Regions from separate parts of the Zea mays genome. Here region 1 is linked to region 2. Evidence: chromatin contacts called from public Hi-C data. All regions are on one chromosome and are shown on one strand. The core of a region is the stretch at or near the end of the contact, and the rest is flanking DNA. Distances in the headings are between cores, read along the strand shown.

Evidence for each region. Hi-C and Micro-C count contacts between places; a contact is called where the count stands out from the background.
Region 1: a Hi-C map of leaf shows a contact between it and region 2, with 8 times the contacts expected there. The contact joins the promoter of LOC103647631 here to the enhancer-like site in region 2. A contact is called at or near these places in 2 of 25 Hi-C or Micro-C datasets (ear and leaf).

What each region holds. Positions count from the first base shown.
Region 1 is chr2:203,310,133-203,313,587 of Zm-B73-REFERENCE-NAM-5.0, forward strand. It overlaps LOC103647631 (putrescine hydroxycinnamoyltransferase), which reads left to right and starts at 1,801. Exons shown (of 1, transcript XM_008672140.2): 1 at 1,801-3,455. The coding sequence starts at 1,886. The coding sequence ends at 3,223.
Region 2 is chr2:203,129,124-203,132,749 of Zm-B73-REFERENCE-NAM-5.0, forward strand. No RefSeq gene overlaps it. Among protein-coding and RNA genes, the nearest start is that of LOC103649226, 40 kb to the right of the region's middle. Within about 2 kb of position 2,113, at least 17 of the 20 cell types and tissues checked have an H3K27ac peak or open chromatin away from gene starts, as enhancers often do. A contact at or near this core is called in ear and leaf, where this site is marked.

The DNA.
Region 1 (3,455 bases), core at 551-3,050, 180 kb after region 2:
ACGTAACCGTAAATTGTATAAGTTGGATTATGTTATTATTTTAGTATTATAAATAAGTTAAAATAAGTTATCCAATACTAACTTATTTCAGCTTATTTATGGTCTTACCGTGATAATTTTATATTATCCTAATATATTTTTATTATAATCTAACTTATATAATCTAGTATTGAAATAAGCACCCCTTAGATGATAAGAACCACTGGCAGAGTCAAAACAAAACAAGCAAAAAAGGGGGTAAAATTAAAGCATGTCGTTCAGTTGGACACTTGGACGTAAATCATGCTCATCCACGTGTCATATATACCATGATTGTACATAAAACGGAGGGTATCGTCCTTGATGGATTTAAATTAGACAGTTTAATTCAAATTGAATCAAATATATTTATAAAGTTATATCAAATTAAAGCATGTCGTTGAGTAGATGTTGACCAACTTAATCACACGACTGATCTGCTCATCTGCCTGATCTAGATAGGATACAATGATGAGGAGCCAAATATATGCATCGAGTTGATAGATCTGTAGACCGTATTGTTTTTTTTTAAGAAGTCACGTGTCGTCGTCCACCAAAGATTAGAAGTTCATACGAGAAAATTATTGGACTCTAAGCTCAAGCAATTGTATTCCAAAAAAAAAAGTAATTGTTTGGTGGCCCTTGCCTGTCTATTTTGGACACCAATCGTCGCATCAGAAGCCGCGGGAAGCCGGGAACCATCTCGGCCGCCATGAGCCCATGAGTGTGTGCGAGTCAACTACTGATGCAGCTCAGGTGCGTCTCAGATTACAAGACGTACTGCTAAAGTTTCGTTGGTTAACACAGTCACGACGACATCTGTCGCTACCGGCTGCATCCGGCCGATCGATCCGACCACCGCAATATGATGCCGACCATGACGGCCGTAGTCGAGCAGTGAGGCACCAACACACACCAGAGGATTCGTTGAGCGATATCCATCGTTCATCGTGCCGCTGCGGCCTAGTACGCTTTTGCCTCAAGCGTACGCGTCATCGGTACGTGCCGGCCGTGTGATCTCGCCAGCGCGGCCGCGCCACGGATGTGATGATGTGATCGGTGTGCGTGCGGCCTGCGGCTGCTCGTGCGCGGTACGGCATGTCCCGTCCCGCCGGTCGATCGCATGCTAGTCAAAACATGCATGGCGTGGCCTCCTGCGGTGTCCATATAGATCGACAGCCGCATGCACAGCAGATGTGGCTTTCCACACGTCTCTCAGTAGTCAGTACCAAATCTAGTCTATATACGCGATGCCGAACGATGGATCTCCAACGGCGAGCTCGAAAAAACGGCGAGCTCGCTTTGGCTGGCCGAGCCAACGAGTCTAACCATCAACATAAATCCGCTCTTTAAAATGTTTTAAATAACATATTTTAAATTAGTAAAATAGATATATCACTAATATAATATAGAAGAAAAATATTTTTATAGTAATCTCAAATAACATAAATTAATTGTCTACTCGGTACTAATATTATATGCTAATTAAGATTTTATATAATAAATTGTTGTTGGGTCGAGCCACGAGTCAGCTCGCGAGATGTACCGAGCCGAGCTGGCTCGTTCTTTTCACAAGTCACAAAACAGGCTCGGCTCGGCTCAGGCTCGTTCTAAGCGTCGAGTCGGTCCAAGCCAAGCTGCTGCGATCTCGAGTTTTTTTCCGGACCTAGATGGATTGATCCATTGCCCATTCACCAACGCACGCGCACCCTCACCTACTCCCATGCGCGCCCTGCCTATAACTACTATACGCGCGCGCAGAGCCGATCAGCGAGCACGGCAACAAAAGCTGCAGCACAAGCAGACAGATCGAGCCCGGCCCTAGTGAAGTCTCACTACACTAAGGTGAAGGTGCATCCATCTCGCCATGGAGGTGAAGGTGCTGAGCTCCAAGCTCGTGAAACCGTCCTACCCGGCGGGCGCGCCGCGGCCGGACACCACGGAGCACGTGCCGTCGTCGGTGTTCGACAAGGCCACGTACCACATGCAGATGGCCATCATCTACGCCTTCTCTCCGCCGGTCCCGTCCCCAGACGCCATCGAGCGCGGCCTCGCCGCGGTGCTGGGCGCCTACCGGCTCTTCGCCGGCCAGGTCCGCCCGGGCCCGGACGGCGCGCCAGGGGTGCTGCTCAACGACCACGGCGCCCGCCTCGTGGAGGCGTCCGTGGACGCGCGCCTCGCCGACATCGCCCCCACGAAGCCGTCCCCCGCCGTGCTGCGGCTGCACCCGGACCTAGACGGCAGCGACATCGAGGAGCCAGTGGTGCAGGTGCAGCTCACGCGGTTCGCGTGCGGCTCGCTCGCCGTGGGCTTCACCGCCAACCACGCCGTGGCGGACGGCCACGCCACCAGCGACTTCCTCGTCGCCTGGGGCCGCGCCGCGCGCGGGCTCCCCGTCGGCCCGTCGCCGCCGGTCCACCGCCCGGGCCTCTTCCCGCCGCGCCACGACCCGCCGCGCGCCGGGTTCGAGCACCGCGGCGTGGAGTACTACAAGCCCGCGCCGTCGTCGGCCCACGTCCACGTCCACGGCCACGGCGACACTACGACCCAGCACAGCATCGTGATCCACAAGGCTCACTTCACCAAGGACTTCGTGGCGGGGCTCCGCGCCAGGGCGTCCGAAGGCCGTGGCCGTCCCTTCAGCCGGTTCGAGACGATCCTCGCCCACGTCTGGCGCACCATGACGCGCGCGCGCGGGCTGGGCAGCAACCCGCTCCAGACCTCCACCATCCGCATCTCCGTGGACGGGAGGCCGCGCCTCGCGGCGGCGCCGGCAGACTACTTCGGGAACCTGGTCCTCTGGGCGTTCCCGCGCGCCACGGTGGGGAGCCTCCTCGGCCGGCCGCTGAAGCACGCGGCGCAGGTGATCCACGACGCCGTGGCGCGGGTGGACGGCGCCTACTTCCAGTCGTTCGTCGACTTCGCGGGCTCCGGCGCGGTGGAGAAGGAAGGGCTGGAGACGACAGCCCTGCTCAAGGACGTGCTGTGCCCGGACCTGGAGGTGGACAGCTGGCTCACCTTCCCGTTCTACGAGCTGGACTTGGGCGCCGGCAACCCGAGCTACTTCATGCCGTCCTACTTCCCCACGGAGGGCATGCTGTTCCTGGTGCCTTCGTACCTGGGCGACGGCAGCGTCGACGCCTTCGTGCCGATGTTCGAGCAAAACCTGGAGGCGTTCAAGCAGTGCTGCTACTCCATGGAGTAGCCAGCTTCAAGTCTTTCAACTCTCTGTGCATGGCATTCGTGCGTGCGTGCGTGCCCAGCAGGCAGCAGCACCTACAACTACAACTATAGCCATGCATGCATGCCTAAATTATACTGCTTCCGCGTCGTAAAAACTGTATTGGGTATATATATACACATTTTCTAAAAGGATTATACTACGTACTGCTAGGTTAGTAGTAGTTTGTTGCGGCTTTATCAATCTTTTAATTAAT
Region 2 (3,626 bases), core at 863-3,362:
AATTTTTAACTGTCTAGTTAAATGGATGTCTGCTAGTTAAATGGATTTGGAAAATTGCTCACGGATAAGATAGCAGTTGGTTTAGGCTCATTAAAGCCAAATATATGTGAGAAGACAATTTCTTTCCCTTTAAAAAATAAAGGGACATCACAATTCTGGAGAGGGCTTCATAGAATTAAACATTTGTTCCATTGTGGTGCGGTGAATCGAGTCAATAATGGGGAGGAGACCTTTTTTTTGGAAGGATACTTGGTTGGAGAGGTGCCGCAAAAAACCAGGTTTCCCAGATTTTTTCGAAATTTGCAAGGATAAGGATGCCCTGGTTGCTGATTGTTTTGAGGAGGACCGATGCAATGTTGTTGATCTTGTTCGCCGCCTCACTGCAAGTGATTACTTTCGTGGGGAGAATTTCATTCGGACCTCCAGGATCACCTTCTAACTCAAGGGAGACACACGGTGGCTTGGGCTCTAGATAATTCTCATATGTTCACTACAAAATCTGTATACAGGTTCGGAACGGACGGGGGATAGGAACAACACTTATAAAAACATCTTAAAATGCAAGGTGGCTCTAAAGATCAAAGTGTTTCTGTGGCAACTTTATCCTCCCTCCATTCATAAATATATAACACCGTTGATTTTTTTTAAAAGTTTGATCACTCATATTATTTAAAAAAATAATGAATTATCATTTATTTTTATTTTGTGATTTGTTTTATTACTTAAGATATTTATGTTTGACTTAAAATTTTATATTTTCAAATAAATATTTTGAATAAGACGAGAGTTAAATTTTTTTTAAAGTCAACGATGTCATATATTTGTGAATAGAGATAGTAATAGAAAAATCTAGGTTGTCGCGGTCCTAAATAAAAAGGGTTGGAAGGTGAGCGTCTTATGCTGACACAAATTTATTGATCATGTTTTCTTCCACTGTACCATGTCAAAGTTCACTTGAGTGTCGTTTAGTTCATATATTTGTAACGTAATGGGTAACGGATAACGTTAAATCATGTTTGTTTTAGTCCAACCGTAATCAGATACCACACTAAAATTTGATACCAGCCTATTCAAATTTGTTACCGCCAGTAATCGAGCCGAAACCATTACCATTACCGTTTGCGTTACATTTTTTGAACCAAACAACACCTTGGTGTTGTCCGCAACAACTTTTTAGGTGGGATCATATCCCATATTGGGTGGAGGGTTTATTTGTTGACTGGGTTATGTCCAGGCCACGTGTGTCTCAATCCTTTCACCTATTTTGGACTGTTGGCCTGGTTTAGGCAATCCGGTGCAAAGTGCAATAGAAACAAAATGGCGTTAAGCTTGTCTTCTTGTTGAACCTTTGAGACACTTCTTGTTATGCAATCTTGAAGTGTATACAATATACTAAATTTTATGTTTAATATTTAGCAAGCTTGTTAGACTTTTGATTGTGGTGTCATTCACTCCACCAAAACCCACTAAAAGGCTACATGCACTTTTGTAGTTTTGTAACAGCCGGAATCACATTTTGGTGATTTAGTAAAATTATCGAAAGATTTTGAATTAAAATATCTTTTAATAAGATTTTTCTTACTTTTAAAGATTTCATCTCCTAAAACAGATATATTTAATAATAAAGATCTAAAAGTTCAAATTTAAAACACTAGAAGTTATTTTTTTCTAAAATACCTATTTTTGTGTGTATGAATTTCATATTTAAAATATTTTCTTAAATGGGTAATTAATATAAATATAATATCTTTGCATTGGCATGCTGGATATTTTTGATTGTGCATTTATATTAAATTTAAAACTCAACTCAGAATTCAATTTAAAATTTGTAAATTAAAAATCAAAATAATAAATAAAAAAATATAACTTTGCATACATGATGGGATCATTTAAATGTTGCATTTATAGTTGAATTCTTGAACTCAGATTTGAATAGGAATATTTAAAAACAAGATAAAATGGAAATAAGAAATAAGAAAAACAAAAAAAAGAATATGGATTAGGTTACTAAATGCCACGATTGTTTTGGTCGATTGGCCAGCATGGCCTAGCTCTCCTAGGTAGCCGTGTCCCTACCTGCTAGTTTCTTTTTTCTTTTTTTAATCTCCTAGCCGGAGATTACATCACCACAACGTCATGGATGACTTCATCAATGCTGCAATGGACCACAATTCCATAATCTTCTACCAGTCCGAACGCGAGGATGCTGGTCCGTTTTGTCGCGGCCGGGTCCGCTCGGAGTTGGCTAATGATCCCTAGGCTTCTGTGTAGAAGATTACCGCGTGAGCCACGACTGGCGCCATCGCAAAACCTCCCATCATCTCACCCATCGCAAGCCAACAAACAAAGAGAGGGTTACCGCGTGAGCCACGACTAACCGGGAGAAAAGCACAGAGCGTCGCCGCTATTCAAGCCACAGTAGCTCGCTGCCAGCTAAGCTTACAGCCATAATCGCTGCCAGCTAAGCTTACAACCATAAGCCGTCATGACCAGCAACAACGAGGGAGTAAAGAACTTGATTGGAAGATAAGTTAGTGATAGATTAGGAATCTTTCCTGTATGATAGACATGACACTTCCCGCCTAATAGATACTCCCTCCGTCCCATAAAGAAAGTCGTTCTAGCCTAGCAGGTGAAAAACAAGTCAAGTGAGAGATTACAACAATATCCCTATTAAATACAAAGATTCATGTGCCACAAAATCATGTAGCTAGAGGCGTGGGCTGCGCCAATCGCTCCCTGCTCCCATGTCTGCTCTGATCTCGTTGTCTAGACACCAGAACGACAATCTTCAAGGGACAAATGCCAATGCCCAAGACGACTTCTTTTGTGGGACGGAGGGAGTAACCATCAACTTGGGCCCTTTTGCATACCAGACTCTCATGTAGCATGAATTCAATAGTAGACATAACCGTGGTAAGTTTGCATCAACTAGGTAATGTATTTATAAACAAACCTTTTCCACTTTTAACAAACCTATCTAACCAATCAGATCGCGTCATATCACATATTTCTGTGCAGACCTAATAATTTATTAAAAATGTGATATCTTCTAGATCAAATAATTTATTTTAATTAGTTCAAGTTGTGTTAGGTTCATATTAATTTCTGCGTATGTAGTAATAACATTATTTTAATTATGCCACATAGTTTAATTAAATAATAATTAATTAACTAATTGTTTAATTAATGTTAATTAAATAGATAATCTAGTTAATCTAATTTATAGTTTTAACCTACGCATTTTGTAAAAAAAATTCTTAATGATAAATACCAACTCAAATAATTTAATTTAATACCTACTTAGTTTAAATGCAATATCTGTTAAATCGCATCTATTAGATTTATTGCCCCTAAAATACCGTTTTATTCCTAAATTCTTCGTTTAACTTCGATTTTAGTGGTTCTCGAACCCCGATCTCGTAGCGACGTGTAGATTATTATTATTCAGTTTGTGCTTATGTTTGGTGTGATGTTAATTTTGTATATACCATGTTTGTCTGTATTGCTACTGTCGGGGACCATAATTAGGGGTACCCTCAAGACGCCTAATTCTCAGCTGGTAACCCCCATCAGCATAAAGCTGCAGAGGCCTGATGGGTGCGATTAAGTCAGGGATCAGTCCA